Regions from separate parts of the Gossypium hirsutum genome. Here all the other regions are linked to region 1. A link is a contact called in public Hi-C data. All regions are on one chromosome and are shown on one strand. Each heading gives the region's core, a stretch centred on a gene start, on an enhancer-like site or on the middle of the called end of the contact. The rest is flanking DNA. Distances are from core to core; before and after follow the strand shown. Region 1 holds the start of LOC107948147 (ribosomal RNA small subunit methyltransferase nep-1). Region 2 holds the start of LOC107945903 (cytochrome P450 78A9). Region 3 holds the start of LOC107945907 (serine/arginine-rich splicing factor RS31).

Region 1 (4,486 bases), core at 824-3,323:
TATGAGAAACCTGATGTGCAAGAAAAAGAACTTGAGTACCGGAAACAACGGATTTTTACAGACAACACGAGAAACAACAATCAAAGTCAAACCCACCTATTTTGCGAGAGTTGACAGGAAAGTAATTGGTTACGGGATTCTTTATCACTCGTAAAAGCTTTTCACGCTTGCCGACGGCAGTTATATTTAGTTTTTGTAGCAGTTGCACTGCATGATTGTTAAATAGGTCAATAAGAAACAGACTAGTAAGAGTTTCAAAATGCAGCAGAAGAGACATAATCTCAGCCATGATAACTTACACATAATACCAGAGAACCGCTTATATGTTCTCGGAATTCTAACATGAGGTTTAACTTCAAAAAGTACACCTTTCTCAGTTCTAACATACACAGCTTGCAATCTCCCAGCTTTATTGACTGGACTATCTAGAATCGACAGTAGAGCCTATAGGGAAATGACAAAAATAGCAGTTAGTTCATCATAGTTTTAACAAAAGAGGATCAAGAATGCAGTATCAATTAATTCATCATAGTTTTAACAAAAGAAATATAAAGATAGCAATAAATAACAAAAAAGGAGGAAAATAACCTGATGTGTTATGTCAGGTCTGTAATCAGCAGGATTCTTGTTATTTTTCCGCAAGAAATTGGCATGATCATCTGAGTTCAAGAGTTGAAAACTCTGTAACAATTTACAACCAACAAGATAAATTACAGTTGAAAACCAAACTTCTTTAATGAAAATTATCAATTAAAAACTACAAAAACTCATACTCGTAAACGATAACAGAAGCAGTAAGCACATTACGAAGTCCAAGTTCCATATACCTTTCCAACTTTAGCAACTTCCAATGAAGCCTTCTCAAGAACAAAAATTACCCCATTTTTGTTATTCTTTTTATCAGAGGGGGCAATTGGGATTCCCTCAAGTTCATCTGTTCCAGCTTCACCTCCTTCCTCTTCTTCTTTACCTTCGACTTCCTCTGTTGGCTTTTCAATAGCAGCTTGTTTTGCTGGTTCTCTCTCTTCTTCTTCTACTACTTGTTCTTCATGTTCTTGTTCTTCTTTATCATACTTCTCGCCTCTATTCTTCCGTTTCTTCCCTTTAATAGCATACGGTCGTACCATTTTATCGGCTTGAAATATTTTATCCTTTAAATAAGAAGCAACATAGTAAAAGATAGCACTACATTAGATTAAGAAAATAATAAGCTTTTTTAGTGGAATTACTTTCATTGCTATTTTAAGAACCCAATGCCACATTAGATTAGGACAACAATTGAATTTAAAAAACAAATAGCACAACTCCTATTCAAAGTTAGCTACTCGAAATTCGGTTCAAGCTCTATGCTCGAGAAACAATCCATGCTTGATGAGTATCGTATACTAATTTTCCAATACTCAAACTCCAGTTTGAACTGGAAATTAAGCTTTTGCATATACAAGACAAAATTTATATCAATTAAATTTAATAAACAAAAAAAAAAACTCAAGAGGGTATAATGATCAGAGTTCACATAGTGGTGCGTAGCGGTGTGTTGGCCGCTTTTTCTTGCGGTGGCGGCGCCTTCCACCACCGCGAAAGACGTCAATAGCCGTGTGAACAAATAAAACAAAGCAGAAAAGAATGGGAAAAAATCATAAAAGAGAAGTCACGAACAACTTACAGTGGGCGGCGGCGAAGAGGGCGTAAACCGATCGACGGACGGGGGAGGCGTTCAAGGACGGCGATGGGTTCTGTTTAAGCGACGGCTGTGAGAAAAAGAGTGAATTAGGTAGAAGAAGAGAACCCTAGAAGGTTTCTGACTTTAGTTTTAATTTGTTCAAAATTTTATTTTGGTTAAATGTCTTATTAGTCCCTGTTTTTATACAGAAGTTGAGATTTAGCTCCTATATTTAAAAAGTTAAAACTCAATCTTAATTTTTTATTTAAAAATCCTAATCAAATTATCACCGCCATTGATTGTTTTCGCTAAAGTGTGCCAAAAAGAAACTTTAAGGATCAAAGTGAAAAAAGGTACACATTAGGGACTAAAGTGTACATTAAGCCATAAATTTAATATGATATAAACATACTCCCGTTCATTTCACGGGCTTTAGTCGGCTATAAAAACTAAAACTCTAGTGCGCCTCCCTCTTACTCTTCTCTTTGGCTGAGCAGGAGCTTGTGAACTCCATTTCTGTTTGGTTTGAAGGAAAAAGAGGTACTAAACTGAAACCTGTGAGCGTTCTTCCTGTTTTCAGTTCTGATTACTGTATTTTATTGTTAATTTCTAAGCCTCTACTACAAGTTGTCTTATTTTATTGAATATCATATCTCAGTTTATTTGTATACCTATTAACCTGTGTGGGTTTTTGTTGAGGGCTTTTATATTATTTTTCTAGAAAATTGAATCTGTTTGTGACTTTTCTTTTAAATTTGCTTAGGGTTTTTTTTCTTGAATCTAAGGAAAATAATCTCATGAACATATCTGTGTTTGATTTAATTGGCGGAAAACTAACTCTTAATCAGATGTCTATTAAGCAACGATTTCAAATTGTTGTTAAAGTCCTTTTCATTTAACCTAACTCGTCTTTGTTTTGCTGCAGGTCAATAGTAAAAATGGTTCAAAATAACTTCAAGAAAATCACTGTTGTACCAAATGGGAAGGACTTCATAGACATTATTCTCTCACGTACCCAACGGCAAACTCCAACTGTTGTCCACAAAGGGTATGCGATTTCCCGTCTCCGCCAGTTCTATATGCGTAAAGTTAAATACACCCAGCAGAATTTTCATGAGAAGCTTTCGACAATAATTGATGAGTTCCCTTGCCTTGATGATATCCAATCCATTTTATGGTGATCTTCTTCATGTTCTCTATAACAAGGATCACTACAAGCTTGCTCTTGGCCAGATAAATACTGCTAGGAATCTCATTAGCAAGATTGCTAAAGATTATGTCAAGCTATTAAAGTATGGTGACTTGCTATGTCGGTGCAAGTCGCTAAAGGTTGCTGCACTTGGTCGTATGTGTACTGTCATAAAGAGGATTGGTCCTAGTCTAGCCTACCTTGAGCAGATTAGGCAACATATGGCAAGGTTGCCATCTATTGATCCTAATACTCGAACCATGTTGATTTGTGGGTACCCTAATGTTGGTAAGAGTTCATTTATGAACAAAATCACGAGGGCTGATGTGGATGTCCAACCTTATGCTTTCACTACCAAGTCACTCTTTGTGGGTCATACAGATTACAAGTACCTTAGATATCAAGTAATTGATACACCTGGAATTTTGGACAGGCCATTTGAAGATCGAAATATTATTGAGATGTGCAGCATTACAGCATTGGCTCACCTACGAGCTGCAGTGTTGTTCTTTTTGGATATATCTGGGTCATGTGGGTACAGCATTTCCCAGCAAGCAGCTCTTTTTCACAGCATTAAATCTCTCTTTATGAACAAACCCTTGATCATTGTTTGCAATAAGACTGATTTGCAGCCATTGGATGGCATATCTGAGGCAGACAGGAAATTGGTCATGGAGATGAAAGGTGAAGCCATGAAGACTGTGATTGGTCAAAGGAGGTGAGCCTACAAATGAAGAAGGGGTGCTATTGATTATGAGCACTTTGACTGAGGATGGAGTGATTGCTGTGAAGAATGCAGCTTGTGAAAGGTTACTGAATCAGAGGGTAGAGTTGAAGATGAAATCGAAAAAAATAAATGACTGCCTTAATAGGTTTTGTGTTGCATTACCAAAGCCACGTGATCAAAAGGAACGGCCAGCTTGCATACCCCAGGCAGTTTTGGAAACTAAAGCCAAGCAAGCAGCAGAGAAAGAAAAGAGGAAAACTGAAAAGGATTTGGAGGATGAGAATGGTGGTGCTGGTGTGTATTCTGCTAGTTTGAGGAAGAACTATATATTGTCAAATGATGAATGGAAAGAGGACATAATGCCTGAAATTCTTGATGGTCACAATGTGTACGATTTCATCGACCCTGATATCTTGTTAAGGCTTGAAGAGTTGGAGCATGAAGAGGGTCTTTGACAAGAAGAGGAGGAAGGTGATGACTTTGAGATGGATGGCCAAGATTTATCCCCGGAAGAGCAAGAAGCACTGGCTGAGATCAGGAAAAAGAAGAGCTTGCTTATTCAACAGCATAGGATGAAGAAAAGCACTGCAGAAAGTCGGCCTGTTGTACCAAGAAAGTTTGACACGGATAGGAAGTTCACAACAGAGAGGATGGGCTGGCAGCTATCTTCTTTGGGGCTGGATCCCTCTCTTGCAATTAATCGTGCTCGTAGCAAGTCAAGAGGCCGGAAAAGGGAGCGATCAGTTGATAGGAGAGACGGTGATGATGGAGATGCTATGGATATAGATGACAACCAAGCAAGCAAAAAGTTACGTCTAAGGTCTACATCTCGGTCAAGGTCACGATCACGACCTCCTAGTGAAGTTGTACCGGGAGAGGGCTTGAAGGATTCTGCTCAGAAGGTAAA
Region 2 (4,462 bases), core at 260-2,759, 130 kb before region 1:
AACAATCCAAATCAACTTCTCTCAAAACATTTAACTAACAGATGCACGCAATGTAATAGAAAATACGTGTAATTCAGCTAATGGTTTGTTTACTCATTCAACTTTCGAAATTTATGTATTTTTATTTCTTAATATAAAAATTTTAAATGTGCTACCCACCCGACAACATACGTCCACGCGTGCACCTCGTCTCATTCTTTATAGTTTTTTAAACAAAATAATAATTATTTCAAGAATTTCCTAATTACCCATCCTCCCAAAATGAAAGGAAAAAGCTTTTTTCAAAAAATTATTATTATTTAAATAATAAAATAGTTTCTGTTATTAATTTGTACGAGGAAATACGCTCTTCCCTAACTAAATTTTGCTAATTATATTGGTGTGTCATGATCATGCTTAGAAAATAGTGTCCGTTCACACTCGAAATTAAGATTTAATTAAGCTTTCATAAACAAAGAGTGAAGTTCAATCCAACTTTCATGGACTGACTTAGACCTACATTGTGTGTCCCCCCACAATCATACCTCACCAGTTTAATTTAAAATTTGGTCATTATCAAATCCATCTTTTTTGAATTTAATTATATTCGAGTTTTTCATGTCTTAGTTGTAAAATTATTTTTCTAAATAGATATTTTGAAGTTTCATTGCATCACATATCTTTATACTATCACCTAAAATTTAAATTAATCTCTTAACTTAAACATTCTGATTGATTTTTCAAAAGTTGTATAACCGTTAGCTTGTGCGTTAAACCCCAACCCAATTTTGAAAAGAAGTATATTTAAATACGTAAGTCAAATTATAAATGCGTGCGATTACAACATGGCCGATTTGGATCTAGTATGTTATAAAAATAAAAAGAAATAGGCATCTTAACGTATATGGCATTGTTTTTTTAATTAAATCTCAATTGTTTATACGGTAGATATACACATATGTCATTTGAACCACATGTTTAAAATATGCTTTATATAAGTAAAAACACCATGGACGTACTCATATTAGAAGTCAAATTGCATTTTGCTCCCTCTATTCAAATTAGTCCTTGTAATTAGATCAAAGACCGAACCGATCCCTCTGTTAAAAATTTCATCTATTTCTATTGTTAAAAATTGGTCACTGTACATTAGAATGAGGTACACGAGGCACGCCACATGTAACCATCTGTTTATTCCGTTTGCTACGCCAATTTTTAATAGTAAAAATTGATGAAATTTTTAACAGAAATGATTTTTTTTCTCTTTGATTTAACATAAATAGACTAGTTTACTCATTTTTCAAGTAAAATAGGATAAAATATAATCTAAATCCTACTACAGAGCCTTCATGGTACTTTTACCACTTTATATGATATCCAAATTATCATTTAACTCATAAACTAAAAGCTATGTAGGCGAAAAAGACCTAATTATTACAATACCGATACGTTGGGTACTTATATTATAATTAACCCTACTTTCTAGTCACTACGGCGCCTATATAAATAGCATACACACGCATTCATTTTACGCCCCAAAATAAAAAACCCCCAGTTCTTTTTCAGTGTGCTCTTCTAGTCTCTTCCACTTTGTTTGAACAATTGCAGTACTTTTATAAGCTAAGCCACCCAACACCACCATGGGAAGTGACATAGAGAGTGTTTGGCTCTTTGCCCTCGCATCTAAATGCAAAGCTTTTTCTCAACAGAACACTGCATGGCCAATTTTGATCATAGCTTTAGCTTGGCTGGTTATGACCGTAGTGTATTGGGTTCACCCTGGTGGTCCAGCTTGGGGCAAATATAGGTTCAAAAAGTGTGCTATCACTATCACTAATAAGCCAATACCAGGACCAAGAGGGTTGCCTTTAATCGGTAGCATGAACATGATGGCTAGCTCTTTAGCTCATCATCGGATTGCTACCATAGCCGAAACATGTAAAGCCAAGAGACTTATGGCTTTTAGCCTCGGTGATACCCGTGTTATCGTTACGTGTAACCCGGAGGTGGCTAAAGAGATTCTTAATAGCTCTGTGTTTGCTGATCGGCCGGTGAAAGAATCGGCTTATAGGTTGATGTTTAACAGAGCAATTGGGTTTGCTCCTTATGGTGTCTATTGGCGAACACTGAGGAGAATTGCGGCTACTCACCTGTTTTGTCCTAAACAAATAAAGAATTCCGAAGAACAGAGACGGTTCATTGCTGATGAACTGGTGAACTTATTCGGTCGTCACGGCCATGAACGAAGCTTCATCGTACGGGAAGTGGTGAAACGTGCTTCGTTGAATAACATGATGGTGTCGATATTTGGTCGGAAATATAAGTTGGATTGTGATAACAATGAAGTTGATGAACTTAGAGGTTTGGTTGATGAAGGGTATGATTTGTTGGGGACATTGAATTGGTCTGATCATTTGCCATGGTTAGCACAATTTGATCCTCAAAATATCAGGGTTCGATGCTCGAACCTTGTACCTAAAGTTAGTGGCTTTGTCGGTCGAATTATAGCCCAACACCGAGCTCGAACTAACGAGGAAGCTTGTGACTTGGTCGACGTGTTGCTGTCTCTTCAAGGTGCCGATAAATTATCCGATTCCGACATGATCGCCGTTCTGTGGGTAAGCTATCGAATAGTGCAAGTTAATGGGATCATTTCAATTTTAGTCCCTTCTAATAATTATTCTTTTTTTTTTGGTAGGAAATGATATTCAGGGGAACTGATACAGTGGCAGTGTTGATTGAGTGGATATTGGCTAGGATTGTGGTTCACCCTGATGTACAAGCAAGGGTTCATGATGAGCTTGATAAGGTTGTTGGTAGATCAAGAGCCGTTGATGAGTCTGATGTGATGAACTTGATTTATCTAATGGCTGTGATCAAGGAGGTTCTAAGGTTACATCCACCTGGTCCGTTACTATCATGGGCTCGCTTAGCTATTACTGATACAACCGTTGATGGGTATCATGTGCCAAAAGGGACCATGGCAATGGTGAACATGTGGGCTATAGCAAGGGACCCACAAGAGTGGGCAGACCCGACTGTGTTTGTGCCCGATAGATTCGTGGCTAAAACGGGTAAGGTGGAGTTTTCCGTACTGGGTTCGGATCTTAGGTTGGCTCCATTCGGGTCGGGTAGGCGAACATGCCCCGGAAAGAACTTGGGGTTGACCACCGTCAGCTTTTGGGTGGCGACCCTTTTGCATGAGTTTGAATGGCTACCGTCGGATCAGAATTCCGTTGACTTATCAGAGGTTCTAAAACTATCTTGTGAAATGGCAAATGCTTTGAAGGTTAAAATTCGCCCTAGGCGTAAGTTAACCTAAGCCTATCACAATAAAGAAATGATCAGTGCAGTATCGGAGAAGAATGACATAAACAAAATTTATCTTTGCTTAACCGCTGTACTGTAAATACAAGTGATGGAAGTCTATAATACAAAGTTCCCATGCCTTAATCATTTCCACTAACGTGGTAAAAAAGATGCATGCATGAATGGATGTGGGAATAAGCTTTAATCGATTCTTGTTTTAGAAATAAAATTGATGTGTAAATATATAGTTCCACAATGTTAAAGCCATTATATAATTACTTGAAAGCACGTGCTAATAATACTAGATATGATGTTGAAATTCATCATAAATTTAAAAGTCAATTTATGCTACAATATATTTTAGGTCCAACCTCCCTTAAATATTCCCCATTAACAATTTAATTCACAAGTTTGTTTTATCAACATATTTCTTTTGTCTAATTACATTTTTTGTTTTTGTACTCTTTGAATTTTTACAATTTAATCCGTCTACTTTTAACTTTCTTTACTTCTCCCATATAACAACTATAATTGATTTATATTACATTTTAGGGTAGACTTTAATAATAGTCACTTAATTATTAGTGTGTTTTTATTTTGGTCACTTAACTCCATAAATTTTTCTTTTGGTCTAAATGCTTTGGAAAGAATACCATTTCTACTTCTTTCAACCATTTATTGGTTAATAAGTGACAACTCAACCCTCTATGAAATTGATAACATTTCTACCTCATCCCACTTTTTAGTATATTTTTAGCTCTTTATCAATAGTACGTTCGAACTAGGGACAAAACTAGTCGAAATTAAATTATAATTTTTACGATAAAAAATGCAATTCCACCATTTTGATAGACTTTATCTTTACATTTTTTAAAGGATTAAATAAATTTTTTATATTTTTGAAGGGGCTAAAGTATAATTTTACCTTTACTAATTTAAAATTTTAAAATGACCATATAGAAAATTTTTCATTTTAGTGGGTGTTGGCTCCCAAATTTCTCCGATAGTTCGAGAAAACAAAAGAGTTATTCTATATTTAATATGTAAATCTACTTTATTAGATACTTTAATGTATTTATATTAAGAAAACCATAGAATAGGGATTTGCCCACAAAATATTATGTACCACAACAAAATCATTCCCATCTAACTACTTGATAGGACAGGGCGGAGA
Region 3 (4,364 bases), core at 603-3,102, 180 kb before region 1:
GCCTCGAGAGCTTTGGTAGCATCGTCTTGTGTTGCAAACTGAACAAACGCAAAGTTTCGCCTAATGCGAACATGAAGAACCTTCCCATATGGCTCAAAGTGCCTTAGAATATCTCGTTCCCTAGTACGGATTGGATCAAAGTTGATAACAAACAAGGTTTTGGTGGGTCTATGATTTGTCACTGACCTAGAACCATCAACACGTCGACCACGTTCACCCTGACAAATATTAAAAATCAGAAATTACCGCTTTCATTCCCGTTAAAACTCCAAACAAGCAACAGCAGAAAGAACAATAACACACCTTAGCCCACTCCACAGACAGTCGCCGTCGGTCATAACCAAAAGGAATATTATCAAGTTCACGAATAGCATCTTCAGCATCACGTTCATCCTCGTAATAAACAAAGGCAAATCCTGCAACATAAACTTATAATTAGTGGCAAAAGTGACAGGTTGTATAATCATCCTATACCTGCACAATTAGTGGTACATTAACTAAATCACAGAATTTCTTTATCCCTTCAAGAACTAAGAAAAATATACGAAACCTGCATACATGTGAAGGAAGGGGCTGATGCACATAAGGATGTAGAAGCGTTGCATGATGAACTTAAATCAAGATGGTGACATATTAAAGGTTAAAATTCCAAGTTATTCAGGTCTGAGACATCATTTGCAAAGCATGGTTGGCCATTCAGACAGCAGGAAGTTCAGAAATGGAAGAGCATGGCATGATAATTTGATAAGGTCCCCCACCAGCCAGTGAGGAAGTGTGAGAAGTAACATGATCGAGTGAAGAAAATGCAGGATGATGCCATCTGTGTGAGTGGCAGGAGAACAGGAAGGCATGAATATTTCCATTGCAATAGAAGTTTTTTTTGCAGAAAGATGGCGAGCCCCGATAGAAGCTCGTTTTCCGTTAGTATAAGTTCCTGCGTCAAAACAAAGACTTAAACCGGAGGTTTGCTCCAATAAAATTGAAAACCTGCTGTGATCACATTTACAGACCCCCTCTAGATGCTGACATGACATTCAATCCCAAAGCAAGGTAAGTGCATAACGCATCCTTGTGTAAGGATATATGCCGGATTCTTACTCGACAAATCGCTCCACCGGGTTTCATTATAAGAGAAACTCCACTGGAGCAACTCCATCATTTCCAAATAATACAGAACGGTTATGTATATACACGCATACATGTACAAGTATATACATAGTTAACATAAGAAGCAATGTAATAAATGTGTTATGATCAGCCAACTATCAACAAAATATATAAAGGCGACAATGAACCAAACCAAAAAAAGAAAGCATTTTAGATTCAGAAAGGCTTAAACCCAGTTAACCCACAATCTAAAATAAAAGCAATATTATATTCATTTAGCTAATAACATTAAAATCATAATCCCAAAAACAGGGTAACATTCATTGTTTTCATATATATTACCAGATTTCATATCAACCCGTTCGATCCTCCCGTATTTTGAAAACAAACGCTCCAGCTCTGATTGCCGAGTCTCGTACTCGAAGTTCCCCACAAACACAGGCCTCATTGTTTTTTTCACCAAAAGAATCGCACCTTTATCCTTTAACAGATACCTAAAGCAAGAATTAAGAGGGGGGGAGGGGGGGAAATCAAATTACCACTACTGTTTTGTCTTTAAAAACAGACCGTTGCGTTTTCTTTCGTTTTCTCAGGAACCAAACAGACAAGACAAGATAACGGGAAGGGGAAAAAAAGGGTATGGAGAGTACCTTGTGATGAAGCGATAAATGTCATTAAGCCCTAACCGAAAACCCTAAATAGAGAGAAAGCGTGTTTGGAATTTGTGGGTAATGAAAGGGACAAAGGAAATTAATAGTGTAAATTACACATATATGCCCTAAGGTTAAAATGTTTTACAAGTAAGTACATTTGGAATCTAATCTATTGTTTCTTTTAAATTTTAATTTTTACAATATGCAATTTCACCATTTGAATAGCTATATCTTTTTAATTTTTAAAGGATTAAATCAAATTTTTATCATTTTTAGGGAGACCAAAGTGTAGTTTTACTTTTACTTTTACTAATTTAAAATTTAAAAAAAATTAAAAAGCCTAAATGAAAATTTTTTCATTTTAGGGGGGCCGGGCCCTGCCAACCCCCTGACTACTCATTTACCATTGATGCTCTCGTAATAGGAGTCAGATTGTATTTTACCCCACTACTAAAAAAATTGACAAATCATTCCCTGTATGTTAGTTCAATGACCAAATTGGGTCCTTCTATTAAAAATACCATTCCCTTAGTATTAAAAACTGCTCTATGTACGTCAGCATGATGTACACGTGACACCTATGTATAACTGTTTAGTTATTTCGTTAGCTAACCCAATTTTTAACATAAGAAATGGATGAGATTTTTAATGGAAAAGATCGGTTTGCTCTTTGATCCAATCTATACAGATTAATTTGTTCATTTCTTGAGTAAAGAGGGGCAAAATGCAATCTAACTCCTAGTATAGTGGTTCCACGATACTTTTATCGCAATATGTCTTACTTTTTTATTTTAAAATATCACACTAGTAAATTTAAGAGAAATTTTAAGATGTTAACAATTGCTGTTGGAATTTTGAAATACAAAAATTAAAGGATTAGATTTATAATAATTAAAATAGATAGAATACATTTTAAATGTAAGAAAATATAGGGACTTTAAGCATATTTTAACCAAGCCCTAAAAAAAGGTAAATTTAGGGTTGACGTTTCCATGGTCAAGTTTCAATGGGCCTATGGAAGGCCTAAAAAGTAGGCTGGTTTTCAGGCCTATAAATAAAGAACCTATTGGGCCATAAGGAAATTACTTGGCCCATATAAATGCTTAACAAACTACCCTAAACAAAAGATTATTTATTTATTATTCGACATTTAATATATTAATTTTGATAAATTATTGAAAAATAATATAGTAATTAATCATTCTCTTTTATATGTTGCTTTTGTATTATTTCATGATGTTTTAATGATAATATTGAGTACAATTCTCTTGTTTGAAAATATAATCTGGTTAACCCGAATTTAAATTAATTCAATTTGATTTGATTATAAGAAGTAAACAACTTAAACTTCAAACTTGAAAATGATTCGAGTCAAAATAACCAAAATTCAGAATGAGCAAAATCTATAATATTTTGAACAATTAACCCGAACTCAAGCTCCAAACCGAAATTAAGCAACTTGAAATGATTGGGCCAAAATAACCCGACCAACTAACCTGAATGACATGAACTAAATCAAACATTAAATGATTCAAACCCGAAATTATACAAAAAAATAAAATAAAATTTAGAACCTAAATTTACCTAACACATATTGATCTGAATTGAAATCAGCCCAACCTACTCAATTCCACCTAGGCAATTGTGGAAGGTAAGATGGTACCCACCATCGGAGCGCTAAGTTATGGTAAATGCCGGTGCTGCTATGGATGTGGATGAGCAAGCCGCAGGCTTGGGAGTCATGGCTAGAGATGCAGACGGCATGGTGATGGGCGGTCGAGCGACAAGGGTGCTATTTAATTTCCGAGGCTCGTTCTTTTGCTCGATACTTTGACTATTTGGACTTTGCTTTTGTACCTAGATCGGCAAATAGATTGGCCAACCTAGATAGCAGAAACGAGGTTCGATTTGGCTTATATTACCCAGCCAGCCTACATGACTTTGTAATTGCGGACGCATCTTTATTGTTCGATTAATGGAATAACCCTTTGTGGCCTTTTACTGTATAGTTCAAACTGTAAGCTCGGACCGAAAGTCAATTAATTTGTTTTGTAGCTTCATCACTATCGAGATCCGATGTAAGGTTTCGTATATTTCATCACATCTCGGATGCGATTTATCCTCCACGAGAAACTTATGCATTTCACCTCCCTCTTCAATGAAGCTATATCCAGCTGCCTTTGTAATTTGGCCACCTTTCATCATCTTCCTTAGCTTTGCAACACCGTCCCACTGCCCCCTCGATGCATATATATTAGAAAGAATAACGCAGTTTCCTGCATTCCATGGTTCGAGCCGAAAGAGAGGCTGAGCCGCTTTTTCTGCGAGTTTGACATTTTTATGAAAGCTGCAAGCTCCTAAAAGAGCTCCCCAAACCACAGCATCGGGCTTCATAGGCATGGTTTTTATAAGATCGTAAGCTTCTTGCAATGCTCCAGCTCGACCTAGGAGGTCTACCATGCATCCATAATGCTCCAATTTAGGATTGATGTTGTAGTTTTTTGCCATTGATTCGAAAAGTTCTCGTCCTTTTGTAACCAATCCTCCATGCGTGCATGCTAAGAGAACTCCCACGAATGTGACATTGTCCGGTGCAGTTCCTTC

What was found. Hi-C and Micro-C count contacts between places; a contact is called where the count stands out from the background.
Region 2: a contact with region 1 is called in a Hi-C map of leaf, with 2.0 times the contacts expected there. The contact joins the promoter of LOC107945903 here to the promoter of LOC107948147 in region 1. A contact is called at or near these places in 8 of 34 Hi-C or Micro-C datasets (callus, hypocotyl and leaf).
Region 3: a contact with region 1 is called in a Hi-C map of leaf, with 4 times the contacts expected there. The contact joins the promoter of LOC107945907 here to the promoter of LOC107948147 in region 1. A contact is called at or near these places in 13 of 34 Hi-C or Micro-C datasets (callus, hypocotyl, leaf and 1 more).

What each region holds. Positions count from the first base shown.
Region 1 is chrD12:41,600,022-41,604,507 of Gossypium_hirsutum_v2.1, forward strand. It overlaps LOC107948147 (ribosomal RNA small subunit methyltransferase nep-1), which reads right to left and starts at 2,074. Exons shown (of 8, transcript XM_016882616.2): 1 at 1,667-2,074; 2 at 828-1,151; 3 at 589-681; 4 at 300-444; 5 at 97-207; 6 at 1-10. The coding sequence starts at 1,127. It also overlaps the pseudogene LOC107942876.
Region 2 is chrD12:41,472,025-41,476,486 of Gossypium_hirsutum_v2.1, forward strand. It overlaps LOC107945903 (cytochrome P450 78A9), which reads left to right and starts at 1,510. Exons shown (of 2, transcript XM_016880053.2): 1 at 1,510-2,597; 2 at 2,678-3,625. The coding sequence starts at 1,620. The coding sequence ends at 3,301.
Region 3 is chrD12:41,424,206-41,428,569 of Gossypium_hirsutum_v2.1, forward strand. LOC107945907 (serine/arginine-rich splicing factor RS31) reads right to left here and starts at 1,853. Exons shown (of 6, transcript XM_016880057.2): 1 at 1,758-1,853; 2 at 1,450-1,601; 3 at 304-416; 4 at 1-218. The coding sequence starts at 1,555. LOC107945904 (pentatricopeptide repeat-containing protein At5g08510) reads right to left here. Exons shown (of 2, transcript XM_016880054.2): 2 at 3,733-4,364. The coding sequence ends at 3,771.